Linked DNA regions of Gossypium hirsutum: region 2 is linked to region 1. A link is a contact called in public Hi-C data. All regions are on one chromosome and are shown on one strand. The core of a region is the stretch at or near the end of the contact, and the rest is flanking DNA. Distances in the headings are between cores, read along the strand shown.

What was found. Hi-C and Micro-C count contacts between places; a contact is called where the count stands out from the background.
Region 2: a Hi-C map of leaf shows a contact between it and region 1, with 2.8 times the contacts expected there. The contact joins the promoter of LOC107948340 here to the promoter of LOC107948338 in region 1. A contact is called at or near these places in 8 of 34 Hi-C or Micro-C datasets (fibers, leaf, petal and 1 more).

Annotation. Positions count from the first base shown.
Region 1 is chrA04:69,386,504-69,389,221 of Gossypium_hirsutum_v2.1, forward strand. LOC107948338 (pentatricopeptide repeat-containing protein At5g02830, chloroplastic) reads left to right here and starts at 1,468. Exons shown (of 12, transcript XM_016882842.2): 1 at 1,468-2,234; 2 at 2,450-2,537; 3 at 2,680-2,718. The coding sequence starts at 1,646.
Region 2 is chrA04:69,639,971-69,642,691 of Gossypium_hirsutum_v2.1, forward strand. LOC107948340 (WRKY transcription factor 44) reads left to right here and starts at 1,254. Exons shown (of 7, transcript XM_016882843.2): 1 at 1,254-1,601; 2 at 1,725-1,804; 3 at 2,560-2,721. The coding sequence starts at 2,665.

The sequences.
Region 1 (2,718 bases), core at 218-2,717:
TAAGGACAATTGGTTATGTCTTTCTTGGCGAACATTCCAAATCTGATTTGTCCTTGGAAAACTCCTTTTTCTTACTATAGTCCGAAAGAATTGTTGACATCTCATCAGTTAGGTTAACTAATGAGGACTCATGCCACTATAGCGGACTAAATCTTATTTTACCCTACACTTGGGTTGAAAAGTTGTTTGGATTACTTCCCCGTAATAGCCATATTTGCAATACCTTACTTTTAAGGTGTAACACATCCGCCTAAGCTACTATTTGAGTTTACGGTTTCTCTTATATGATAGTTCCCTAGGAACTAACTCTATGGCAGGTATACTCACAATAGATTCTCCTCAAAGAGGAATAGTCTTAACAAACATAACTATCACTTGGATAATCCGTATAAGTACCCCTTTCTGGGGGTTCTTAATGGCGAATCCTTGTTTGCAATCTCCGGATAAATCCTCTTTCGTTAGATGAAACAAAGTATATTTTTTTCCCGAAATTCTTGAGTTTTGAAAATATTATTAAACTTTTTTTCCATTTTTTCAAATTTCAATCCAAACAATTAATTTTTTCTTTCTAATTTTAATGTGATGGTTATTTTATTTAGGGTGAGCAAAACTCGATTCAACTCGATTTTTTTTCAAATTTTGAGTTAAACAAATTGACTTATTCGAGTCAACTCAATTTTTTTTTCGAATTTCGAGTTCAAATCAAGTTGAATTTTTGAACTCAAATAATTCAAATAAACAAATACCAAACTATAATATTTTACATTTTTATCTCAAATCCTTAAACCTTTTTAGTTTACTCCAAAACTTTTACTCCCCTCCCATCTCACCTCCCGTCTATCTAAACCATTTTTCTCTCAAATTTTTTTGAATATTTTCCCCCCAAAGTTTTACTCCTCCATTTACTTTCCCCCCAAAATTTTACTCCCCAAATTCCCAAAACTTTTTATTTTCCTCTAAATTTTTACTTCTCACCTTTTACCCCCAAATTAAAAATCAAAGTCATCCAAAAAATCCCTAAACCTAATAATAATTTTATTTATATCTACAATATATATTATTAAATTAAATTTCACATTTTATACTATTTACATTATTGAATTATTTGATCATATTGAATCTTTATAAATTTCTAAAAATTAAATTATTAATGATATAATAAAATATTCGTATTAAAATTTTATGTTATATCAATTTCACATTTTATATTTAAGATAGCTTTTATTAAAAATTCATATTTTTTATATTTAATATGTTTTTTAATTTTAAAATACTTAGTGACAAGAAAAATAGTTAAAACAACTAAACAACTAAAGAAGTAAACTTGTATATAAAATATTAATAAATAAATTATGAGATTAAAAGTTAATAATAAATTTAATTATAGTTGGTGATAATGGTTACAAAGAATTAAATATTTTTTTTAATTTAACTAGAAATTTCAAATTAAGTTAAAAGATATAATTCATCACCCTAATTTTTAATTTCATCACCCACCCCTGAAACACAAAACAATTGGCTCATAAACGTTCACTAAAGATTGAAAATACCTGCCTTTCAAATTCAATCCATACCAAAGAAAATATCCATGGAAGAGCAGCCAAGTGAACTCACCGCAACTGTAACCTCACTTCCTTAGCCAAGAATGAAGGATTTTGTTGTCATCCTTGGCAGTTCCTCCATTTCCAGCCCTCCAACTCCCACCAATCTCCACCACCATCACCGCCACCGCTCTTCAACCAAGAAAACCAACTCTTCTTTCCGCAAGCTTTCTCCTTCAAGAAAACAATGCCATCCTGTCTCTCCTTCAATCCCCACCGTCCACTCTCATCAACACCCTTACCCTCTCCTCTCCTCCACCGCCCGATGGAACCACGCTTCCCTCCGCGACTCCCCGCTCAAGTACTACGCCGACCTCGCTTCGAAGCTGGCGGAGGATGGCCGTCTCGAGGACTTTTCAATGACGGTGGAGATGGTCGTTGCTTCGGGGGTTAATGCTTCGCGTTTCGCATCTATGTTGAGTGTTGAGCTTGTTTCTAAAGGGATTGCTTCGAGTGTTCAAGAAGGGAAAGTTAAAAGTGTTGTTCAAGTGTTGAGGAAAGTTGAGAAGCTTGGGGTTGCTCCTCTGAAGTTGGTTAATGAGTCTGGTTTGGATTCGTTGAAAAGGGGGTTTCAAAGGATTTTGGGTTCTGGCGAAGTGGAGGAAGCTGTTGATTTGTTAGAGGCTCTAAGAGGTAACCTTTGACCAATGAGCATTTGCTGCTTTATTCTCATTAATACCCAAATGTAAATCATATCATAATTCCTTAGAAACAAACAAACAATTGTACTAGATGTCAGTGCTTGTATGCAATGAGTTTCTCATGCTTGGAAGATTTTAGGTGTGTGTTTAGTTACTTTGTGTTTTAGAGGTTCCTTGTATTGCTTGACAGATGTTTTATTGATTCAGATTTTCAATTCACAATCAAGGAACTAGTGAATCCATCATACATTGTCAAAATCTGTGTTGATAAACGAAACCCAAACCTGGCAATAAGGTATGAGTTCTTGCTTCCTTTTTGTTTGTTCTCTGTAGGTCTCAATTTTATCAAACTCTGTAGCTTCAATGAATTCAAAGGTGAACACTTTTTTACAATTTTTGATTGGCCTATTCTAATTCTTGGAATGTTTACATTTAAGGTATTCTTGCCTGCTGCCACATGCCCATATGTTGTTCTG
Region 2 (2,721 bases), core at 4-2,503, 250 kb after region 1:
TGCTCTTTACCATCAAGTCAGAATGAATGACAAGATCTATTCCATCACAAACATTCTTGCCCTATTGAAGACATCCACCCCATGTGTTCCACAATGATAGTTTAATTGCAAGTTCAATACGTTAACATCATCCTACATGGGACCCTCGCCTATAAATACCCCTAGGAACGATGAAGAAAGGATCGACACTCCAAGAATACCAAGACTATAGCCTATTAACTTACCTTCAACTCTCAATCTTAACACTCTCCTCACCTTTGTTCTTTGTAACCTTCATCTTTCCATCCCGATTGAGTGAACTAGCTACCTCAGCAACCACCACTCTCTCCTCCATATCTCTTTTTTCTTATACCACTATATCAACAAATTATCTTTTTTGTTAAATTTGAGTATGTGTTAAATATTAAAATGTCACATATTTAATTTTAATAAAAATTCTTTGCCAATGTTGTCAATTGCACTCTAAACAAGTAAAAAGACAAAAATGTTAGTAAATAATAAAAAATGATTAAATTTCAAAAGTTTGAAGATTACAAGAATCAAGAACATATTTAGACTTAAAATTTATTGTTATGTATAATATTTAAAATTAAAGCATTGTTTAAGGTTAGTTTACTATTGATGATGAAAAGTGCTATAACAAAAAGCTTTTGAAAAATTTGATGGTGTTTACCATTGTTGTCAAAAAATACTTTTAAGAAAATAGAATGACAATTTTAGACATGTTATAAAATAGAAGACTTAATGATAAAAAGTTAACTTCATTAACAAGTACTATTCCAAAAGCCCAAAAAAACTAAAAATTTTGATTTTTTTTCTTGAGTTAAAATTTCAATTTAAAATCAAGGTTTGGTTCGAAAAATACTTTTCAATCTCAATGGTAAACACACACTTAGTTCGTCAATGAACTTGGCAATTTTTTCAATTTAGTTTTTAAACTCTTTTTTTATCTACATTAATCTTAGAACTTAGCATTTTTTTTTTCTAATTTTGATCCGTGTGATGATATGTCATTTGATATTATCCACATCATCATCTAAAAATTATAACTTTTATAAAAAAAAATTTAAGTGATGTATGACACAATGTCAAATTGCCAAATCTTCATATGGACCAAAAATGAGAAAAGTTGTCAAATTTAGGGATTCATGTGTAAAAAAAGTTTAAGGACCAAATTGAGAAAAACTGTCAACTTCAGGGACTAAATGTTCCCTTATCCCTAATATTTATATTAAAACAGCCTTAATATTTCGTAAAAATAAAAACACTTCAGTAATATCAGCGACTTTTCCTTTTTTTTTTTTTCCTCTCCTTGGTCAAGAAAACAATGAACTCCCTCACATTCTCAGTTTCAGACACAAAACAGACATTGAAGATCTCATCTTTTTCCCCCGTCTGAAAACAAATGCGTTACTCAAAGAAATCGAATTCAGCTTAAACCCTTTTGTTCTTTTTTTTTTTTTGGTCTCCAAAGCTATTTCTCTTTTGGTTCCTTTAGTAAGTTCAAGAACAGACAGGAAAACATCATTTCTTGTATATATTCATTAAACAAAAGCACGCTGCTTCATCTGTTAACTGGTTAGGGTTTCTTGTTATTGGAGGTCAAGTTCTTTGTGTTTCAGAGTTCTGTCATGATTCTTTTTTCCTGCTAAGGAAGAAGTTTCTGAATTATAAAGTTATGTTGTTTTCATTTTCCTCATTGAATTCCTTCGTCAATCATGCAGACTGAGCTGAAAGGATTGGAATTTAATGAGATTTCATGGAAGCAAAAACAACTTGCTAATTTGTGACATATCTTATTCTGGTCAGTTCTCATTTTCTTTAGCTCTATTATTACTTTTTGGTGTTGTGTTCATATACAATTTACTTGATAATTTTTAGTTAAACTTTCAGATTTCCCCCTTTTTTTCTGTTTGTTAAAAATGCTATTTTGGGGGCTTTGGTTTTTCTTTTAGGACCTTTTTTTTTCTCTACTTACTCCAAATGCTGTTAAACTGCTTTTCTGTAAAATCCTAAACATTTTCTCTTTTTCCCCTTATTTTTCTTCATAATGCTAGATGGGATAGTTTACTTTTCCCAGAAATAAAAACAATAAAAAAGAGAAGAAGATATGAGTTGATATCAAGATGGAGATTATTTTTATTGTATCTTGATCCATGGTCATGATGGAAATAAAAAGAAATCTTAATTTATGGTCAGTAATTTTCTGGGTTGTAGCCAATACTTGATTCAGAAATCCTTAAATTTAGGGTCCTAATGACCAGTGAACAAGATTATCAATTAGCCAAAGACTTATCTTCTAAATGGTATTAAGGTGAAGCCTTTGTTATTGTTTTATTAAATTGGACTAAATTGTTTTGTTTTGTTTTTTCAGAAAAAAAAAAAAGGTTCAGTCATTCAATTACATTCAAGTATGAGTAGATCTTTATGTCTTGTCCTAGTTTTACTGCTGAGATGTTCTGCAGTTTTGTCTCTAACTTGTTCTGCAAACACAAACACATATCCATGCAACTTTCTTTCCTAACATTTCTTCTGTTTATATAACCCTGCTGCTTATAGGTCTAATATGTTGGTTTTGAGCTTAATTGAGGTCAAGGAGTGGTATATATTGGGTTTCCAAGGCACATTATGCTAAAGTGAAATATAATACACACAATTACTGAAATGGAGGTTAAAGAAGCAGAGAGGATAGTCATAGCTAAACCAGTAGCTTCAAGGCCT